Linked DNA regions of Arachis hypogaea: all the other regions are linked to region 1. The links are chromatin contacts, called in public Hi-C maps. All regions are on one chromosome and are shown on one strand. The core of a region is the stretch at or near the end of the contact, and the rest is flanking DNA. Distances in the headings are between cores, read along the strand shown. Region 1 has its middle 7.7 kb from the start of LOC140175479. Region 2 holds the start of LOC112715416 (nematode resistance protein-like HSPRO2). Region 3 holds the start of LOC112715417 (glycosylinositol phosphorylceramide mannosyl transferase 1).

Region 1 (4,796 bases), core at 1,934-4,433:
AATGTGTCCAGAAACACTGAATTAATGTATTTTGTGTCCATCCTAACAGGAAGGACACAGAGACACTAACAAATGACACAACTTATTTTTTTTTATTATTTTTATTAATTTTTCATAATTATATTTTTTATTATTATATTTTTCATCTTAAATTTTTTGAATGAAAAAAAATGAGAATAAATTAGATTTTCATAATTTGTTCTAGTTTATCACCAAATAGAATAAAAGAACACAAAATTTTGTGTCTCTGTTCATCAGTGTCTTGTCCTATTCTGTTTTCAGTGTCTTGTCCTATACTGTTCTCGAAAACAAACACAGTCTTAGAGACTAAAATAAGAGAGAACGTGAGATGTCAAATTTGAGAGTCAAGATTTTTCGTGATCAAGACAATGTCGTGGGCCATGAGAACCCTAAGCAAAAGAAAAAAACTAGATCGTGTCAATATAATTTATTTCTTGTGGTCTATAAATAAGAGAGGTTTAAAAAAATTAAGGAACTTCAATTAAAACACTTTACGATCACACAAAGTTATGCAAAAATTTTCAATTTTAACGACGTAACGAAAAATCATGAAGTGCAAATGCAAGTGAGTATTTGGAGTCAATTTTCTTTCTTTATTTATTTTGTTGTTTTCTTTTCTTTTCTAACATTTAGTATTATCTTTTCTTTTTATTCAATTATCTAACTTCTTTTAATCTCAAATTAATTCTGTTTGCTTTTTTCATGTTGCTTTAATTTAATTATTTGTTTTTTTATTGTTGTTTTATTTTTTTATTTAAATTTCTTATTTCAATTTACTCATTTTCATTTGTTATTCAATTTCTTTGCATTTTCAACAGTTTCAATCCCATTTTTTATTCTTTTATTTTGATTTTATTTTATTGATCGTATTGTATTGCACAATTTACTCTCAATACTAATATTAAGTAATTCTCGAAATCTACTCTTTTTTAGAAGAGTTGTATCTGTTCTCCGAATTGAGATTTTGATACAAACTTAATTTGACACACTATCAAAATTACTAAAAATCAAGTGAAACAACACTATAAACCTATAAAAAATATTTAGAAAACAATAAAATATTAAAACAGTTTAACGTTATTTTAGTTATTTTGTATTCATTAATTATCAATAGAATAATTTATTAGTATATATTATAAATATTAAATTAAATAGAATGATTTTGATTGTTATCTCCTTAACATTATCAGATTTATTTACATTTACTAAACTTGAAAGAGAATGGGAGATTCATTTTAACTTAGTGTTGTATAAGGAAAATAATGTTGCTGCTTTGATGCAAAACATGAAGTTTGGAGTCTGAATAAATATATGGAGTGGCTTGATCCTCCCACCAGCATTCTTGAAGCTCTTCGCCATGATCATGACGCTGCTTGAGTTCTCGGGATCTTTCCAACAGTGGTTGAGGTTTGTGTATCAGGGACAAAACTATTTGTCTTATAATTAGTCATATCAGGTTTGATTCTCAAACAGTAACTAAATTGTAATTGAAAAGAATTTTTAGTGTGCATGAGTAAATGAGTTTACGAGTATGTGTATAACCAAAAAAAAAAAAAAAAGAAAGAAAGAAACGGTAAAAATAGTATTAAAAAATTTATAAGATATTAGCAAGAAATAAGTTTTTGAATAATTAAAAAAACAAAAATAATAAAAAAATAATTATTTTTATTAGTAACGTACAATTTTTATGTTTACTATTTAGTAAGTAGTTTATCAATTTGGTCCAAATTTTTGTTTTTGAAATATTTTATAATTATTTATAAGGTGCATACAAAACATTAGAGTAAAATTGATCTCTATAGTTTTTTAATTATTTTAAAAAATTTCGATACACAAAAATAAATTCACTTGATGTAAAATAATCAAACTTTAAAAATAAAAAAGTCTCATATTTCTAATAATACTTATAAAAATTAATATTAAAATCTAATTTCTAATATTTAAAAATATATAAATATTTAATATCTAATTTTTTGTTTATTTTGGTTTCTTCTTAACTTTGTGTATGGCTTGGTGCTCATCACGTCCTTGTGTTAGGAGCTTGTAAGTGTTTTTGTTATCGGAAAAAAAATTAATTATTTTTATTATATTTTTAAATATTTTAAAAATGTATTTAGAATTCTTATTTTTAATTATTTTTGTTAACGAGATAAATTTAGACACCACTCATATAAAGATGGCAAAAATAAAATTTTCTAAAGTTGTTTATTTAGCCATAATTAAAAAAACGTGTTTTAAGAAATTAAACGTGGGTTAATAATAAAAACGTAAATTATGAATAAAATTGAATTAATAAGTAAACTAAAATATTTAAGAGAAAAAATAGTTAAATTATTTAAATTAATAAATAAAAAATTAATGATTCTAACTAATATTAATTCAAATGATACTGATTTTTTTTAAATTAATATAAAATAAATTTTTTAAATCTTAATTTTAAAATAAAACATTTTAGTCAAGAAATTCAAAAACAAATAAGAATTGTTAGACTAAAACAGAATAATTATCAATAAAAATCGGTAGATTAAAATATAGATCTTAAAATAAAAAAATTTAAAAGAATTATAAAAATTATAAATAAAAATTCAACTCGTAAAAAAATTATTAAATTCACAAAAAATAAGAAAAATGTCAAAATAATAATAAAATAGAAGTAAAAAATAATATTATAAAATTTATAAAAATTGATAAAAAAAGGTAAAACAACTTTCTAACAATTTTTTTGTTAAAAATTTATTTTAAACAAATTATAGAATTGGTGTTAAAGCTAAAGTAACAATTTCAAGAATATAAAAATACTTTTTAATAATGACAACACTTATAATTTATGTTACCTGTCAAAAATTTAATATATAATAATCTAATTTATGAACAAGATCAAATATTTTTATTTAAAGATATTTTAAACTTTATCTAGCCTCCTTCAGTAAATTTTTGCATACCATCTTACCAATGTAACCCATGATAAAATAATGCTTATGTTTTTTATTATCTGCCTAACAATGTAATTTGGATCTAACAATATTGAGCCCGGGAAGGAGATAGCTTTTGTTTTTGGTCTTGGGTTAAGCAAAGAACCCTACTCGAGACCTGACACAGTCTTGAGTCTATCGTATTGTTGGACCGTAGGCTTGAGTATAGATTATCAATAACCCCAATACAGACTGACAAATAATTTGCGGGTCCAGTTCCTACCAAATATTTTGGCCCAATTAATAACTGGCCCATATATAGCCTAAATGTTTATAAAATGATTACCTGATGACATTGATGTGGATTGTGGAGGCAACCAATTTTAGTTGATTACTGGACCATGACCGAAACATATAAAGTTGATTACTGGACCGAAAAAAAAAGTGAATCAATTCTGCAAACGTTAGGTGCGAATAACTCCTAATTATAACTAATTAGATGTTGCAAAGAAATATCCCTTTTATTTTTCATTTTTTATTTTTGAAACTTAGGTGCTTTAGTGTATTTCACTAATTAAGTGTTCTATTGTTTGATTATGTCCTTACCTTTTTGACTATGGCTAAGAATAGATGTTACTGAGAATATACATATTTCTTTTTTAACGTCCAAAAACCAAATGCATGTATCTTTTAATCTGAAGTCTAAACCACAGTCTGCATTATTCTCGATAAAAGTCCTATTAATTTGGTCTAGTTTAATTAGGTTATCTTACCTATGTATGAAACAATTAACACTCTCAACACAAGTTTTTTTTAGTTGGAAGAAATGAATCGAAACCTTAGTTAGGTGGTCATTTCGAGAGATTTTAGCCTAGTGAATTATGGTATTATTAGGGATAGCCGAAAATGTTTAAGTCTTGTTTAATGTTCATGTATCTGAAAAAGAAAATTAATTTAAAGGGTTAATTGGTATATTTAAAAGTAGAGATTACGTGTAAAAAAAATTAAAAAAGAAGAAATGATGACAACCCTTTGGTCTCTATTTATTAGGATTCATCCAAAATCTTATAACTAAATTAGATTAAGAATCTTCATTTTAAAAGGAACATGCATAGGTAAGGGGTTTAGTGATCTTTTAGAGGGTAATGAAGTTTTCTTATAACTCATACTAAAACTTGCTTGATTCATTTCAACCCACATGATTTTCCTTTAAATTCAACTAACTAAAGCTACATGGTTTAAGAAATAAGAAGAAAATGGATGATGGATCGTAAGAAAAATGAACAATCGATTGAGAATTACAGAATCTTGAAAAATTAATTCAATCGAATGCGATCAACATGCTCTTTTGATTATTGAAACTACTCAACCTTGTTTCTCAACTCCACACTCATTACACAATGCAAAAAGTACTCGAGTTGTCTACAAATTAAGAGAGTGACTCAAGGGTGAGAGATAGAAGAGATGAATTATTTACAATCTAGTCTCATTACTTAAGAGAAAAGATACAGAGAAAATAAAGTGGTTAATCAATTAATTCTTATTGATCATACACGGATGTATATATAATCTAATTAGAATTATCTTTTGTTGAGTTAAGAAATTAACTAAATTAATTGATGATGACAAACATTATTTTTATTGGGGTTAACTACCCAATTACTATTGATCATGCTTGACTAAGTGATGCAGGCCACAATTAGTAAACATAGCAGTAGCCCAAAATGAAACAAAGAAACTGAATCTACTCTTGTGGGAAACATTTACAAACAAAGTCCAAATAAGAAATAACAAAGAAATCTCATGGGTTGAAAAGTAAGTGAACAAAATCCAAGCCCAAGGTACTTCACTCAAGCTAATGCC
Region 2 (4,425 bases), core at 1,060-3,559, 390 kb before region 1:
CACCCGTGGCTAGTGTTTCTCTAACATCGAATCCTTCTATCAGCAACAAAACTATTAACACGTTTACCATGATCGTTATTATTGTTGTTAGTATTGTTATCCCAAAAGTACCCTAAGAAAGTTTTGGCAGCGTCCAAGCTTGGAAAATAAGTAGGCTCCATAAATATCTGAGTCAGTGAGTCACCACCCTCGCAACCCATCCCAACTCGGTTCCCAGTCGCCTCCACGTTCCCCATAACCGCCGCCACCATCTGCTTGTATCCATAAAAGAACCCCTTCATAGCCTTCTCCACCGCCTGCATCCCTTGCAGCACCTCCACCTTCTCCCTCTCCTCCTCCGCCGCCGCCGCGTAAAGCCTCATCGCTGCCTCCTGAATCCTCGGCCCTCCCGTTGGATCCACCTCCGCTCCCACTACTTCCGGCACCTTCTCCCTCAGCTCCTTACACATCCTCGCCACCTCAACCAACTCCCTCGACCGGAAACAAAACGGCACCGTTTCGCCTATGCAACCGTTTTTCAACGACCTCATTGCCAGCTGGCTCTTCATCAGTTTCAAGAAATCGTTAGGATCCATTGCCATGTGAACATCCATAACTTCTTCCAGAAGCTTCCAGATCCGCTCCACCGCGTCGAGATCACTCGCGGCCTTCTCGAACTTCCTCCCTTCGATTGATCCAGCGATTCGTTCTAGAAGCTTCTGCATTACGCGGATCCACGATTCCAAGATCTGGTGCGCCGCATGAACGTTCACGTTCTCGTAGTTCCCCTCCAACGGCGTCGCCTGGAGCGTGTGGAGTTCTCTGGGCCTGCAAACCGCATCGTAAAGGAGACTGGGCTTTCCCGAGAGATTGGGCTCACCTAGGCCCAAAGTGTACGGACACCTTGTCATCTGGCACTCCACGGTGAGGAGGATCCTCTGAGCTGCGTCCTTCGATCTCCGCCACGTGGCGAGTCTCGGAAGCAGGCTGGACTCGCTGTAACTAATTCTGTTACCGGATTCTGCGAGATTAGCGGTTGGTGCAGTGCCACGTGTTTCCGTGTCTTGCTCTTCGTCCTCGCAGAGAATAGATATGATCTCGATCTGACACGTGGCGAGTGACTCAATCTTACGGTTCCATTCTCTTCGGTTCGCGTAAGGTCTTGGATCCGATGACACAGTGGAGAGGAACCGGAACGAGATTTCAAGAGCTTGCAAAGCGGGTTTTAGGATTGGCTCGTTGTTCCAGGTTGGGAAGTCTCTGTGGGACCACAGTTTTCGGAGGTCCGGGAGGCGGAGGTAGTGGTCGTAGGCGGCACAGAGCGGAGGAGGTGCGGGGGAGAAGTCTGTTGTGGTGGGGAAGGGAACATGCAGAGAGGGACCGCGCGGTGACTGTGAGGGGTTCGAAAGTTTTGGAGGATTTGATGACATGTCGGAGTTGACCATGTTTGTTTTCCAATGCAAATCAACCATTTTTCAGAGACAAAATAGATTTTGATGTGTGTTGAATTTGGATAGGGTTGTAGGTTTTTAATTTGGGCTGTGGAATAATTGAAATGATAAGTGAAGAGAGGACCGGTATTTATAGATGTGGAAATGGATGTGAGAGAGAGACAGAGAGGAAAGACGCGTGGACTGGCAGCATGGAGAACGAGGAATTTGAAAGTCGGCTTGGTGTGGAAAATGATTTTCAAATTATCCACAATATAATAAAACTTGCCTTTTTTTTTAAGTATTAATTTAGAGGTTTTGGTAAGTAAGCAAGTACGTGAATTAAGACAAGGAGTTTTGTTTATGTTAATGAATATAAAATTAGAATAAAATTTTAGATTGGATTGAATGAGGAAAAGGAGAGGAAGGATGGGAGCGGCACATGAAGGTTGAAGCTTATCCAAAACACCTAACATGGGGGAGTAAGGGAGGAAAGAATGAAATAGTTGTCTGTTTACGTTGAACCGGGGAACTAGAATAGAATAGTGTTGTTGATATCTTTGTTTAGAATAGAAATCTAGAAATTTAATTTGGTCAAAGGAAGATTAGTAGAACGAATTACTAGTGGGGTCGTCGAAGGTTAGACCTGTTGAACTGGTATATATTGCGAGTTGTATGGTGTTTCGCAGCTTGGGTACCACTTTTTTGACATTGTGGCCAATCACTAGTTGCCCTCTTGTGTGAAGCAATGGTTGGGCTTTTTCCACTTTTGGTACCATCTCATCTCTAATATCGACTCAACTAAAACATCCAGCTGCACCACCACTTGCCTTTTCTAATTTTTACGCTGAAGTATACTAATGACCAATTTGTTTGATTGCTAATGCTGAGTGTTTTTTCTCTTTTTTTCTTTCTTTTTTCTCTTTAGACATTTCCAAACTACGTTTAAAATACAAATATTTCTGCTTGGAAACGGAACCGGTTTAATTGGATGTGTGGATAAAGATAGAGTTTCATCGCGAATTAAATTTTTAATTGATAATTAGTTAATAAAATAATAGACGGATAAAGATTAAATATTTAAATTATTATTGCAAAAAAAATTAATTAATTATTAGTTAAAAATTAGATTTAATTAATATGTGTCTTAAGAGTACATGATAAATTTATTATTAATAAAAAATTTTAAATATTTTTATTTAATAAATACAAAATAAATATGTTAAAAATTTAAATTTTTATATTTTAATAATCTTAACATGTGTTTTATCGATAAATTCAAAAAAATTTATTTTCAATTTTTTAGAATAAAATATTATTTTATTTTTAACATTTGGAATTTAAAGACGAATTTATATATTAGGGTCTGGAGACAAGTGTCTCCACTATAATTTAAAATTTTTTTGAGTAATATATAACAATAATAATTATTTGTCTCATTAAATTAATTAATTTGACCCCATTTAAATTTTTTTACACAATTTTTAGTATTTGATAGTCAATTTGAGAATTTTATTTTAGATATACATTTTTATGATTAATTCTCGAATTTGAATAGAATGGATGTTTTTATTAAATATTGGTTAAGACTCGAAAGAATATTGTTTATCCATAACGGTTTCTTTTTTTAAAGTTAGTTTTAATTTTGTCGTAGCAACTACATCAGTTGAAAGAACTTTCTAAGTTATGAATATTATAAAGAGTTGGTTTCATAATTGTAAGAAGATAAATTTTTAAATAATTGTTTGGTTATATATAAAAAGAAATATTTGATTGTATTGATAATAAAAAAATTATTCATTTTTTAAATATAAAACTTAGAATAATCAATTTCTAAAATATATATTATTATTTAATTTACTATTTTTGTATTTTAATTTGTTAGTTATATAATTTAAAAACTAATTATATTTTACAATAATAAAATATAATTATAAAAATTAAGTTTAATTATTTTATTAGTTTTTATAACTTTATCAAATTTTTATTTAGATCCTTATAATCTAAAAATTTGTAATTATATTGAGTCTCTATATTAGATAAAAAAAATTAATTACGTTCTTTTTAACTTTAATTTTAACATTTGTTTTTATATTTAATGTAGGATGAATTATAAAATATTTTTAAAAAAATTTTAGGGTTAGTGTATATTTTCTAAAGATGACAACTAGAAGGATTTGATTAAATTTTTTTACCTAATATAATGAACTTTTAGACTATAAGAACTTAACTAAAAAATTAGTAAAGTATAAGAACTAATAAAGTAATTAAACCAAAAAAAATATTATTATTTTATGTATATTTTATTTTCACTGTCAAAATATTTTAAATTTGTTACTATTTGGGATAAATTTTAAACTTTTTAATATTTAAATTGTTCTATTTGTGTCTACAATCTTTTAAAATCGATTTAATTTTATTCTACTATTAACTCTTTTAACATATCACAAACAGAATTATATAAAAAATAGATTTTTTTGCACTAAAAATAGAGGGTTTAAGGTAAAAGCATGTGATTATGATATGTGGTCTGTATTTTGTTAACAAGCTGTAGGAACCAACTTGGTTTAATGGTAGTTTATGTATGATGTGATTGTGAATGAAATGCAAAGTAAACTACCATTATGCCTTCAATTAATATGTTTTGGCAGTTTTGCAATGCATAAATATAACAACTATTTGTACATGTAATTAAATGACATCACAATGATCAAATAATTAATAGAATAATTTTGGTCACCAAAAATTTAGATATTGATAAAATTAATTACAAAAAAAAATTAAACTAACGTTATAATTATAAAAAATATATATTTTTTAATAATAATAATTAATTATTAAATTTAGAATTGACTCTATTAATTTTTTTTTTTGAAATTCTTAAATTATCCTTTATATTATTTTTTCATTTTAACCATTAATTTCTTCAAGAATCAAAACTAAAATCAACCTTAAACTATAGAAATTTTTTTACGATTAAAAATAAATTACCATTTGTAACCATAAAAAATACAAA
Region 3 (4,136 bases), core at 1,291-3,790, 470 kb before region 1:
TATACTCAAACTTTTTTAACGTTTAATTAAAGAAAAATTCAGTTTCTTAATAAAAGATCTCAAAACAAAATGCTTTTCCTCACAATTTAAAATCATAGCATAATTTATTCTTTTCTTAGCAAATCGAAAACAAATAATATAGTTTTTTAAACTCAACTTTCTTTTAGATAAAACTTTAAATAAGCCTCAGAGTTTTATAAAATTTCTGCAGCATTTTCTCTAAAATCTGGGCTTTGCCACCCTTTAAGGGTCCCTTCCAAACCATTTTCAATTCTCAAAAATCCTTTTTGATAATTCAAACAAATCAAATTCAATATTTTAAATCCATTTTCAATTCTCAAAGATTATTTTCAATAAGTCAAATTCTTAATATAAAAATTGTTTTTTCAATTATGAGTAAATATGTAAACCAAATCTTTTTCTAACATAGAGTCATTTTTCAAAATAAGTTTGTAAATCAGGTTTTCAAAATAAAATAACTTTTTTTTGTATATTTTTATGAGAACTTGGCAGAACCTCTCCTTAAAATAGACTTCACCACTCTCACAGCTCGCTTACTTCCATCATTCCTTAACTTATCTCAATCCAAACCAGTATTCAATTCATACATTATTTTACCAAAGCATACATATAATTTATTCACAGCTACAGTTTCGATAATTCTCAAACATTCAGAAAATCAAACACATATTAATCAAATTCAATTATTTTTACAATCACAAATCTAACACAAATTCGTCGTTCAACCAGTCCAGACAATCATAAATTATTTGCAATTACTCATTAAGTTTTTTAGCATTCATGAATTAAAAATTTATAATTTTAAAAATAAACCCCCTACCTCTTTATGAAATCAGAATCAACGAAAATTCTAGAGAAATTTTTTGATCGAGTTGTTAAAGAAAAAAACATTAAAAATTGCCTGTGTCTCCTAGAATTTTAATTGGCCGAACTCAAAAAAAAAAAGAGGAGCTACGTCACTGCAATTTCTATAAGACAAAAGTAATACCAACATGTAAAAAAAGAGAATATAAACACTTTTATCAAATTAAATTTTTTATTAGAGTTAATGGATCGCAAAAAATCAAAGTTTGAAGGTCACGGTTCCATGGAACCATTCTTTCCTCTCTCACGGGCTTTCTTTCTTGTTTGCTCTTGTTTGCTTATGGTTTCGGTGGTTCATGAGAAAAGATAAGATGTTGATGATGATGATTAATCAATATAGAAGGTTAGGTGTCATTTGGTTATATATATACAAAAGAAACATGCTTTAAGAATTATATATGTATATAAGCATGCAAGCTAAGTTATTTCATTCTTTCACTTGGTCCCTTGAGGCTTCGGCCAAAAAGAAAAGAAAAATAAATAATAATATAATATAGTAATAATAATAAAATAATATTAAATAATTATATAAAAATGATAATATAATAATGATAATATTGATAACAATGATAATATAATAATAGTAATAATAATAATAATGATAATAGTATGATAATGATAATGATAATAGTAATAATAAATATAATAACAATAAAAATCAATTAAATTTTTTTTGTCAAAATTTTTTTTGGTAAATAATTTAAGTTTAATAAATACGTCATAATTAAATTAAATTTTAATAATTATAAAATTTTATTTAATTTTTTTTATTAAAAATAATTTTTTAAAAATAAAATTTTAATATAATATAATAATTTATAAATAATTAATTATTTAATTTTTTAAAAATTCAAATTGTTATATTATTGAGTGTCTAATTATAAAATTATATTTTGTACAAGGACTTAATTATAAATTTTTAAAGTATATAAATTAATTTATAATTTTAGTGAAAATATAGGAATCAACTGTATAAATTAACCTTTAATATATAATAACCAATTATATTTATATAATATGTAATTTAAAAAATAATTAAAATATTACATCAATTAAATTATCATTTAATTTGTGAAATTAAGTATCAAACTTATACTTTAATGACATTATTTCTAATTTAAACTTTGAATTTTTCAAAACATAAAATCGAATTTAGCTGATTCGATTTATATAAATTTATTTTAGGACATGCATATAAGCTAATTTATTTAGGACATTGGTGTAATATTAGATGTTATTTAATTTGTTTATGTCATTTACCTTAAAAAATAATTATATTTTATGTACACAAAAAATTAGTTACTAAAATAAATATTTGAATAAAATATATATTAAAATACATTATTATATATATATATATATTAAAATAAATTAAATAATATATATATTTAAATTGAAATATAATACATATTGACTAATTTAGTGACTAATTTAAGTGTTTACATAATATTGTTAAATAAACAAATTATTTTTGTAACCAATTTTTTTTCTTTAGATGTTTCTTCTTTTTTTTTAAACTGATTTTTATTATACTAATAAACTATTAGAACAATTTAATCATATAATGTTATTAAAAAATTATTATTATTATTATTATTTTTGTCAAATTTTATAATGCGATATAAACTTCAAGAAAATAAAAGCCTTTTACGTAAAAACCATAGGTGAAAGTCTTGGGAGCCGCGTTTTTCAGCTGCAATATTACGACCCAATTGAACGATGGATGAAGCCACCACGTGGCGCGTCATGCCCAAGTAACAGAACGGAATCCATGTCTCTTACTCTCTTCTTTCTCTTTCGTCTGATGAGAGAGAGAGAGAGAGAGAGAGAGAGAGAGAGAGAGTGTGTGTGTCTCAAATATCAAAAAACGCGAAGAATCATATACAGGACAGAACAGAACAGAACAAGGTCACATTAAAGTTTAAACACACTAACACCGAACTCGCTTCATCCATTCCGTCATTTATTTTTCTTCATTATTCTTTTCCACTTTTCCTATTTTACCCTGCATCCACGCCGCACCGTAACATCTCCCCTGTAACGGCTCCACCATAAGGCACGTGCCGCGCGTGCTTGGAGCTTCGTCCCTCTCCTGCAAACCTAATCGACCATGGAAGGTGGCGCGTCGCCGAGTTGCCGTTGCTGAAACGGACCGATCCGAGTCGATTCGTAGGGTTCGGCGATTCCATTGAATGATGAGAGGGAGCTGGTTCTTGAAGCGGCGTCCGGAGCAGAGGTTCCGGTTGCTGGCGGCTTCCGCCGTCAAATCTGCCAGGATCAACCTCCTCCTCTGCTGTTGTATTGCTTTGGTGCTCATCGTACTCGCCACCACCATTTCCACCTTCGTCGTGTTCTCTGATTTCCCTCCTTCGCTTCCTCGCTCCCATGCTTCGGGGTTAGTTACTCTCTCTCTCTCTCTCAAATCGTCATTGTCATGTTTTTCTGCCATTGTTTCCTTATTATTTTCAGAGAAGGAAAATAATAATGACGAGTGTGATAGTTAAGTTGGAGGTAAAACATTGGGAAAGAAAAAGATTAAATAATAGTAGTATCTAGATGAGATTGGAATCTAATTCGAATCTTCCTTGTTTTGGCATGGAGGGAGATTAAATGGAATAGAATTAGTAGCTGATACCTGGCCTTGGAACTTGGAATTTAGTGAAGTTATAATTGACTGAAAATATTTAGTTTATTTATTTATTTATTTATTTTTTCTTTGTGCCTTTTCATTTCCATGTAGAGAAAGTTGGGGATAAGGAGAAAGGTTCTTTAGTGTTTAGACGGCTTGTTATCGGTATTTGGGGATTTTGGTCATTGATATTTATGAATAAGAGTTTCCGATGTTAGCATTTTTCATTAGATTGTATTCAGTGTCATTGGGGTTCAAGACTAGGTACCTTCAGAATTATTAGCTGTTTTGGCCTGTGAATTTTAATTCATCACTCCTTGATGGGCTTTCTAAGTAATAAGTAATAACAGTTCACACCCTTCTGGCTGAAGGATAGAGAAATAAACAAACTTTGTTTGGGGTTTAGGTGGTCTGTATTCTATATTATAAGCCTTATTCATGCCTTCAAGTTTAGTGCAACGGGACTGAACATCAATCTTTGAACTGAGAATGTTGATTGCACCTTCCAAATTGTAAATTTTAGCATTTTTATTAAATTGTCGAATCTGCTTATTTTCTGGTGTAGTACCCTGGTAAATAACTGGATAAAGACTATAAGAATTAAGAAATCAGGTCTTCCTCC

What was found. Hi-C and Micro-C count contacts between places; a contact is called where the count stands out from the background.
Region 2: a contact with region 1 is called in a Hi-C map of an unstated tissue, with 4 times the contacts expected there. The contact joins the promoter of LOC112715416 here to the enhancer-like site in region 1. A contact is called at or near these places in 4 of 8 Hi-C or Micro-C datasets (leaf and an unstated tissue).
Region 3: a contact with region 1 is called in a Hi-C map of an unstated tissue, with 4 times the contacts expected there. The contact joins the promoter of LOC112715417 here to the enhancer-like site in region 1. A contact is called at or near these places in 5 of 8 Hi-C or Micro-C datasets (leaf and an unstated tissue).

The regions. Positions count from the first base shown.
Region 1 is chr10:25,140,903-25,145,698 of arahy.Tifrunner.gnm2.J5K5, reverse strand. No RefSeq gene overlaps it. Among protein-coding and RNA genes, the nearest start is that of LOC140175479, 7.7 kb to the left of the region's middle. Within about 2 kb of position 3,183, at least 3 of the 3 cell types and tissues checked have open chromatin away from gene starts, as enhancers often do.
Region 2 is chr10:25,529,139-25,533,563 of arahy.Tifrunner.gnm2.J5K5, reverse strand. LOC112715416 (nematode resistance protein-like HSPRO2) reads right to left here and starts at 2,309. Exons shown (of 1, transcript XM_025767184.3): 1 at 1-2,309. The coding sequence starts at 1,451. The coding sequence ends at 21.
Region 3 is chr10:25,614,347-25,618,482 of arahy.Tifrunner.gnm2.J5K5, reverse strand. LOC112715417 (glycosylinositol phosphorylceramide mannosyl transferase 1) reads left to right here and starts at 2,540. Exons shown (of 5, transcript XM_025767185.3): 1 at 2,540-3,280. The coding sequence starts at 3,078.